Regions from separate parts of the Capsicum annuum genome. Here region 2 is linked to region 1. Evidence: chromatin contacts called from public Hi-C data. All regions are on one chromosome and are shown on one strand. The core of a region is the stretch at or near the end of the contact, and the rest is flanking DNA. Distances in the headings are between cores, read along the strand shown.

Region 1 (4,904 bases), core at 645-3,144:
CTTAAAGCTTTTGATCACATCTTTTGAGGCCGATACAAAGAGGTCCGATCCATGATCCACCAAAGAGCTCAAGAATACACTTGGAGGACCCCTTTTAAGCTCCTAAATCTATAATTCCATGTGTGGTTAATTGCTTGGAGCTCGGAACATGCTTTGGAAAGACAAAAGACCCAAAGAACTAAAGGAGAAGGTCATTAGAAGACCCATTAAGAGCCCAACTAGTCGTGCCATGAACCGCCAAGGAAGCGAATGGAGAAATACTTCAATGCCTCAAGCTGACAACCAGAGCAACAACCAGTCAAGTGGGTGATGGTCAGTCACTTCAGCCGTCACCCTTAAGCAGTAGCTCCCAGATGCCTCTATTTTGTTTATTGGGTCATGAGCCATTAGGGGCCTTATTATAATATTTTAGTCTTGGACTATAAATAGATAGCTTAGGGTTTCTTTCTTAGTTAGTTTTTGATGATTAATTTTACATAATGTATTCATGAAAACTCCATGGGAGTGAACTGAGTGCTTAAAAAAGTTGATGTTGAACCTTGACTAGAAACGTTGGTTGTAAGGGAGATCTAATCCCCTTTGCGGTCACATAAGAGTTAGGTGCTAATTGGTAATCCATTAAGAGAGGTTTTAGGGTTCTAAATACCCTTTGATTGCCTTTTTATTATCAATTTTGTGTCTATCTTTCTATCATCGTTATCCTATCCTTCTATCTTTACTTTTCCGCATCTAGATTCGTGTCCTCGTGGTTTGGATGACATCATTATGAAAAAGCTAATTAACCAAAAAAAAATTTATAGTATCTGAAATGCATTGATATTATTATAATTTTTGCTCGTGTTAATATTACAATGAATTAAGTAATTATTCAATTTATATACATTGTATTAAATTATATCATTTATTATACATTACATTATAAATAATTTTTACATTATAAATATTTCTTTTACATTATACATTGAATCACTAATTATCCAATTTATATTACATTATAAGTATAATATAATATATTAAAATTTTTAAAATATTTTAATAATTAAATAGTGATATAGCAGTACCACTTGGGGTAGTTTGGTTTGAAGGCATGTTATACTGGGATTAGTTATGATGAGATAAGTTATGTTGAGATAAATTATGCTGGGATTAATTATGCTGGGATTATTTGTTATTGAGTGTTTGGTTTGTCATATTCAAAATAGTATGTATGGTATAATTTCTAAGAATAAGTTGTTTGTTTACAAAAATATCTTTCACCTTATTTTATTTTTATCTTGTATTTTTCTTGCAACTTTATTTATTCATTCTTAAAAATAAAATTTTCACCTTATTTATCTTAAATATTTTTGTGTGTATTCTCATAATTGAATCGTGCATTTTTTAAAATAAAACTTTCATCTTAAATTTATTTTAGTAAAAGAGATTTTATTGTTTTTTTCACTTCATTTAAGCACATATCACTCTTATATTGTAAAATATTAAAGTTATTTGTTTTATTAATATATAAAATTTAAATTTTTAAGTGACAAAAGATTGTGTAATTAAAAAATATGTAATTAAGTAGTAGAGTCAATATTTTTATAAGAGGAATTAAATTATAAATAAACATAAGCATTAGACAAAAAAATTCAATGTATAATATATTCATAAATAAAAATTATATTTATTATGTAATTTTATAATTGAAAAATATATTATCAAAAAAATAACGTGTAGTAAAGAAAATGATATTAAAAATTATGAAAATATATATGAATATAAAAAAATAATATATAAGGAGGATATTTTTAATATTTTACATATTTTATCTCGATATAAATTATTTTAATATTACTATACCACTCTAAGATAAGATTAACTTATTTCCACACTAACTATTAAATAAATTATTCCACACTTTTATAATCAAACAAAGGATAAAAGGTTACTAAAAACTTATCCCCAAATTATCTTTCGTGCACGCTTTTCTTAACCGTAGCAAACTCTCCCTCTCACTATACTGTCAAAGCGTATTCTACGATTTAAACTGTCGCCGTCGCCGACAGCAGCAGCGCGCCTCCGCCCGACAGCAGCAGCATCAGCGCGCCGCCGCCGACAGTAGCAACACCAGCCGCGGCTACCGAAAGTACACAAATCTCGCGGTTAGTCCACAATAGTGTTTTTGAGTTAAACTACCTTTAGTTCTATCCTTGTTGAATTGCTCACATTGTGTTTGTTTCCTTTAGTTCTATCCTTGTTGAATTGCTCACATTGTGTTTGTTTGAGTTGAAATGGAGCTAAAGTTTAAGCTTGAAACTTGGGAACTTTTAGTGTGTTTTTCCCATCTGGGTCTGTTTCAACAACTCAAAAATTTTCAATCTTGACAACTTTTAGGTGATTTCCCCTTATGGATGTGTTCAAGAACTCAAAAAGTTTCAATCTTGGTAATTTTAAGTGTGATTTTACCATTTGGGTCTGTTCAAGAACTCAAAAAAAGTTTGAATCATGGTTACATTTAGTGTGATTTGATGTTGCTTTTTGACAGAATTCGAATTAGGAAAAAAAGGGTTGCTTTGCTATTCTCCGGCGATCGTTTGGCTCTTTCTCTGTTCTTGTAGTGAAGTCTTTATATGTAGTGTTAAGTTTGGATTATTTGTTGTAGAAGGCTTTGAAATCATAGATGTTCTTGTAGTGAAGTCTTTATATGTAGTGTTAAGTTTGGATTATTTGTTGTAGAAGGCTTTGAAATCATAGATTTTGAGATGATTATATGGTATGAGAGGTACATGCGATTCCTCTACTTATTTGCTTTATTAAATTTGATGAATTGTTTGGCGTATATTGTAAATTAAAGTTTAATAATTTTATTTTGAAATGTGATGTTGGTTGTGATGATTATATGGTGCGAGAGGGACATGCAATGCCTCTACTTATTTATTTTATTAAATTTGTTAGAATTGTTTGACTTATAGTATATACAAAAGTTTAATAATTCAATTTTGAATTGTGATGTTGGTTGTGATGATTATATAGTGGGATAGGTACATGTGAAGCCTCTACTTATTTGCTTGATTTAATTTGTTGGATTGTTTGTCTTGTAGAAGAAATTAAAGTTCAATAATTTTATTTTTAACTGTGGTGTTGGTTGTGAATTTGCAAGGCTGAAGAAAAAGTGACTTGAAAATGGTTAAGTGTAATCACTTGAAATAGTGAACTAATGACTTGAAAATGGTTAAGTATAGTTACTTGAAATGTTAATTAATTATTTGAAAATTGTTATGTGTAGTGACTTGGAATGTGAATTTGTGATGTGAAAATGGTTGAGTGTAGTTATTTTAAATGTGACTTGAAAATGGTTAACTGTGGTTACTTGAAATGTGAATTAGCTACTTGAAAGTTTAAGTATAGCGTTTTGAATTGTGAATTAGTTACTTGAAAATATGAACTTGTGTTTTGAAAATGGTTAAGCGTAGTCACTTGAGAACAAGAACTAATGGCTTGAAAATGTGAATTAGTTACTTGAAAGTGCCAAAGTGATTAAGTATAGTGTTTTGAAATGTGAATTAGTTACTTGAAAATGTGTAAGTGTAGTCACTTGAAATATGAATTAGTTACTTGGAAATGGTCAAGTGTAGATAGCTTCCTGTTTCCACTATGTTTCTGAAATGGCAAACTTTCTACCTAAATTAGAGTTAATTCTTGCTTTAATCATATGTTTGACTTGTTTCAGTTATAGTTATAGTGTACTCTGTACAAAGGTTCTCTTTTCGCGTCTGTTTGTATTATCATGACATTCTTCTGTGAAGATGCCCATCTCGTATTGATATTTCTAGCCAAAACTTTTTCAATTTTTGGTGTTGAACCTCAATGTGATGGAGAGAATGAAAAAGCATTGATTGCCCAATTGCTATCTTCTGAATTTTATGCTGTTTTCTGATTTTAAGTCGAGTTTGTGTTCTTAAGGTTTGTTCTAATCCATAAGAAGCGTAGATTTTTGGTGAGGGAGAAGAAAAGGAGACTATTGGGTTGACAATGGATTCGGGTGATGCATCCGGGCATTCAGCTGGGGTGGACGATGATTATGAATCTTTACTTTCAACGACCGATGCGGAACTCTTGAAACAGGCGTGGCGGAATGAAAAGGCTGCTCCAGAAATTCTTCAGTTTGAGGCTGCTTTGGTTCAACGATCCAGAGAACAAATTCAATTGATGGTATGCACATTTCATATGATTTGGCCCCTTAAATTTGTACCTGGGATTGTTATCTGCTTATATTTTGAGCTTTAGCTTTCACCTTATCTTTTATTTGAATTTCTTTGTCTTTGTATTTATTTTATGTTAGAACTTGGATTTTGTTTGTCCTTATGTTGTGGCCATATGGCTCCGTCAAGTTGGGAATTATTAGTTGTCTTGATTTCACAAGGGTTTTTATAAAGGGACTATGCTATCTAAAATTGAAGTTTTTGTTTTGTTCGAAAATCTAGCAGGATTCAACTGAAGTCTCTAGTTCTTCTTAAAAGGATGAGATTGAACTTTTTGATAGACAAACTTATTTCTGTGAGAATAAATTTTACTGACAACTATTCAATTAGTGCCTAAGACAATTTAACTCTAGAGCATCTGTTTGCACTTTGTCTGCTATTAGGTGAAGTGTTTGCTATTAATATTCCCATGGGAGCATGATTTCAATTGGGTCTTTTTGATAAAGTAAATGTTCCATTAAAGGCATCAAGAAGATGCAAATTAGTTACAAAAGTAAGAGCAAAAGTAGTTGGGTCTGTTAGCTCTGGTACAATTATGCTAAAGCTAGGGAGCTAACAAAGTTCAAGAAACTATCTAGGGAATCTACAAAGGACATATTAACCCAACTATACGGACAAATGAGGCAATCAGCTTTGAGAGAATGTAGAGGCGTTGATAGGCCA
Region 2 (4,904 bases), core at 1,817-4,316, 260 kb before region 1:
TTACTTACTGGTGCCATTCTAGCTCATGAACTGATGCATGCTTGGTTACGTCTAAAAGGTAAAATTCGATACTTTCTTTCGACTTTGTCAGTCTGGAGCGAACTTTAAGAACATGAACAATCTTCAAGAGAAGAAAGATAGCTGGATGTTTCATCAGAACTTTGTCGTTCTTGATAGTTGATACTACTACTTTCTCTTAAGATCATACTTTTGCGATTTGCAGGATACCGTAATCTCAGCCCTGAGGTAGAGGAAGGAATCTGCCAAGTGCTTTCCCATATGTGGCTTGAATCAGAGGTAATGCCTGGATCTAGAAATATGCCATCCACATCAACTGCTTCGTCCTCGTCTACATGGTCATCGTCCAAGAAAGGCGGAAAATCTCGAGTGGAGAGTAAGCTGGGTGAGTTTTTCATGCACCAGATTGCCCATGATGCTTCTCCAGCATATGGTGGAGGATTTAGAGCTGCTTATGCAGCCGTGAATAAGTATGGTTTACGAAGTACATTGGATCACATTCGCTTGACAGGAAGTTTTCCTTTGTGATACGTTCATCGCGACCTCTTTGACCTCGTATGCTCGAAGACTATTTTCTCTCCTGTGTGCCCAAGTTAGAGGTCATTGATGAAGAAATGAGTTGATCACGCAGAGCTGGTTTAGCTACCCCTATTTTTTCCGGGGTCCTACTGGGGATACTGATGGAATACGACTTGAATCCTACAAATAAGTCCATATTTTGCCATTAAATTGAAATATAGAAATTGTGTCTTGTATTAGAGACTTATCATTTTAAATGCAATAAAGATCAGATATTTGAATGATCCCCTTTCGCCTCTGAAAGCGTCCTTCCTTCTCCTTGCCCCAGTATGCATTCTTTCGATCTTTATGTCTTATGTACACTTGCAAAGCATAGACTACACAAGCAGTACACTAAACACCAACTCAACCTCGACGAAAAACTACATGTAAGTAATTCCACACTATGCAAAATCATATTTCTTTCATCAAAGTATTGAAAAGCCAAGAAAAGTATAAGTACATGTTCAACCCTCATCCTCACTTGTACTAATAGATTACAACATTTTATAAGTAATCTACAATATCTATATAGGGTCATTTTCCAGTAAACTCATACAACAAAAAAACTGATACCCCCTCCTCTTTTACTTAATTAGAACAACATGGTCTCTTGTTATTGTTACCAGAATACTCTCCAACATCAATAGAAGTGCCTTGTCCAGGAATAGCTGCTGCTTCCTGAGCAGCCAAAGCTTTCCTGCTTGTGATTTGATGAATGTCCAATAACACTGTCTGGAATGCCTTCTCAACGTTATAGGCCTCGAGAGCAGATGTCTCGAGGAATGAGAGCCCTTCTTTCTCAGCCAGTCCCCGAGCATCCTGATCGGGGACTGATCTGAGATGGTTCAAATCTGACTTGTTTCCAGCCAACATTATGACAATATTCGAGTCTGCATGGTCCCTCAGCTCGCGGAGCCAACGCATCACATTCTCAAATGTTTGCCTTTTTGTTATGTCATACACTAAAAGTGCACCAACAGCTCCTCTGTAATAAGCACTTGTTATTGCTCTATACCTTTCTTGACCAGCAGTGTCCCATATTTGTGCCTTCACTGTTTTGCCTTCTACCTACACCACACAACCAATGCATATACAGTAGTGTCGGAGTCAGAATTTTCACTATAGAAAGTTGACGTAAACACAAAAAAAAAGCCAAGAAATTGATCAAGATTTAGTATATCAACAAAGTATAACCCCACATTTGTGCCTTCACTATCTTTCCCTCTACCTACACCACACAACCAATGCATATACAGACATACAAATCAGTGTCGTAGTCAGAATTTTCACTATAGAAAGTCAAAATATAAAGACGCAAACACAAAAAAGAGTAGAAATTGATCAAGGTAAAGTATATCAACAAAGTGTAACTTCTCAATTGACACAATTAGGTGGCTTAAATGGCAATTATAGATAACCTTTTATAATCAGTGTTTATTGGGATCTTAAAACAAATGGTAAGTTACTCTGCTACAACATGTTGAACACCATTGATTCGAAATCCATAAACTTCAAATTTTAAATCCAATATCTAAATGAAGGTACTAATTACAAGGCAAATGAAAAAGAAATGTAACAATATTTGCTACTGTGTCACATCATTGCAAAGAGGACACGACTTTTTGTTTTTGCGATCTGTCTGTACTTTTCTTCTATTCGGCTTAAAAAGAATGTCATAATTTTGCTTAAAAATAACTACATTTAAATTTCTCCTTTTACCATTAATAATATAGTTTATTGTCACAAAATATCTGACTTGTTTTATACCATAAATTTATAAAAAAAATCATTTTTTCATCCAAACACCTCGATGTAAATTGAGTCTTAAGGGAAACTATCTAACCAGATGTCTTGATGTGAAGTCTTGAGTATGTATTCTCTTTTGGTAAAAAAAAAAACACTTCATATTTAGACGTGAGATTTTTCAACGCGAGTCCAAATTAGCCGTACCCCAAATTAATAGATATCAATATCGAATATTGAATGAAAAATATAAATAAAATGCAAATAGTTACCTGAAGGGTCCTTGTAGCAAATTCAACACCAATGGTGGATTTAGATTCCAAACAAAATTCATTTCGAGTAAACCTAGAAAGTATGTTAGATTTTCCAACACCTGAATCTCCAATCAAAACAATTTTGAATAAATAATCATATTCATGATCCACCTTATATGCCATTTCCACTTCCCTCTATATGTTAATCAATATTGACCTATACAAATTCCAAAAAAAATAAAAGATCCAAATTAAATCTAAATCAAAATAATCATCATTTATTATATAAGTAAACAAAGTTAAAAAAGAAAAAGAAGAAGAAAACTTACCATTAATGGTCAAATTAAAATCTGAGAAATGGAAAAGGGCACTTGGCTTTGGTTAATTAAACATGATTAAAAAGTTTTTGCAAATTTGTCTTGAAATTTTTGAAGTCACAAAAGTAACCGAACAAACAGGAATTTGAATGGCTATGACCAAATTATAAATGTTTGGAGTTATATATATATATATATATATATATATTTAGTATTAATAATGTTCGGATCAGCTTGGTCGCAACTAAATTATAACATACTGTACAAAAGGTAAGCAAATATTCCCTCCATCCTATTTTACCCATCCCAAATAGGCTAAATTGATGTCCCATTTTACTTATCAAGATAAGACAAACTTTTCTTTCCATGTTTTACTCTTTGCATTAATTGCCTTTTCTTTAAATTAAAAAGTAAACATCATTTAATAGGAATACTTTGGCAAACTAGCCATGTTATTTATTATTTTTTTTAATTATTGTGTCATCTCAATTTGAGACAAATAAAATAGGACGGAGACCTAAAAAATTTTAGATCGGTGATGTGGCGCTCTCTAAATCAAGAATATTATTCATCTTTTTTTGTCATTTTTTTGATATTTTTCTTCCTTAAAAGATGAAAAATATACTTTAAAAAAATTACAAAATATTAAAGATAGTCACATTTAGTTTCTTTCCACATTAATGCTATTAATCTCCATTTTAAGGAATTTCAGTTACAATACATACTCCTTTTTATCTTCTAACCATAAAAAGATTTATAACAAATAACATAGAGTTCATTCTCATAATTAATCCTTACTCAATGTGATGAATATACAATCTCTCCTAACTAAAGATTGTTGTTTGTCATTTTTTGGATGACACAAGTACTTTATTTTGCTACCACCAATTTTAATATCTTATTAATTTTCTTGCTATTAGATGCTATTATTTATTTATAACTTTTTCTTATCAGTTTGATTTTGTTGATTGTAGTTGAAATATTGTGTTATTGAATTGTGTTTGAATTTTTTTCCTTTATTTTTGGCTTATGTAGTAAAGATAAGATATCAATTATTTATAGTGTATTAAATTATGATCTTTTTTTCTTTTTTTTTTGTCTCGCTGATTTTAGTATTGTACTTCTTTTACAGGTTAATTGATTGGTGCGTGCAATTGTATTTGAATTATGGAGATATCGTTCAGTTTTCTTTTACTTGATAGTTCTTGAGATCATGATAAAATGATAATAAATATATCATTATCTTTCTCAAAAAGATTTAATTGATCAAAAAGTGTATGAGTTTACAAGTTATTTTTCTTTTGTTGAAAAAAGTTCTACATCTACACATTTGATTTCACATGAAAAGAAACTAATATTAGATAGTTGTATTTTTATCATTTAGTTTTATTAGTATTCTTTATAATTAAACCATATACAAAAAAGTCAAGTACAAAAAAAGATGTCTTCAGCTAATTCTACTTTTCTATTTTATTTCTTGATCTTTGAATAGTAGATCGTCTAATTAATTGATTAAGTATGGCAAGATCTCCTTTCACTCTCTTAATATAATCTCTTTTGTCTTAATTTTTTCTCATCCTTTTTGCATTATTTAATTAATTAAAATGTGAATATATTATCTTTTATTTTTCCTCTTTTTATTGGTGTTTTTAATTTTTGATTTCTAATAATTTTTTTGAACTTTTAGTGATAATATATTATATAGAGTCAAATGAATCACTTTGTAGTCTTCATGTTATGGCAAGTGATCAAAATTTCACAACCAACGATTTTAAGTTTTTTTTTTTGAGATTTCTTTTGTAGTATATTATTACTAAGTATTATTATTTTTTTATTTATAGTGAAGCTATGTTGAGTTCCACTGAAAAATTAACATGTTGTTGAAAAATATCATTTAGATTATATGTAAGTGGATTATATTTATAAGAATGAAAAAGATATCGCGTAAAGAAAGATTTAAAACAAAGATTTAATGTTGTACGATGACGAACAAAAATATAACGTGTGTATA

What was found. A called contact is a pair of places that touch in the nucleus more often than the background predicts.
Region 2: a contact with region 1 is called in a Hi-C map of bud, with 3 times the contacts expected there. The contact joins the promoter of LOC107871160 here to the promoter of LOC107871158 in region 1. A contact is called at or near these places in 3 of 5 Hi-C or Micro-C datasets (bud, leaf and placenta).

What each region holds. Positions count from the first base shown.
Region 1 is chr5:209,144,953-209,149,856 of UCD10Xv1.1, reverse strand. It overlaps LOC107871158 (DNA replication complex GINS protein SLD5), which reads left to right and starts at 1,894. Exons shown (of 7, transcript XM_016717975.2): 1 at 1,894-2,141; 2 at 3,943-4,191. The coding sequence starts at 4,012.
Region 2 is chr5:209,411,077-209,415,980 of UCD10Xv1.1, reverse strand. LOC107871160 (ras-related protein RABA2b) reads right to left here and starts at 3,066. Exons shown (of 3, transcript XM_016717980.2): 1 at 2,906-3,066; 2 at 2,595-2,793; 3 at 984-1,647. The coding sequence starts at 2,759. The coding sequence ends at 1,168. LOC107871159 (protein DA1-related 2) reads left to right here. Exons shown (of 12, transcript XM_016717979.2): 11 at 1-58; 12 at 224-821. The coding sequence ends at 546.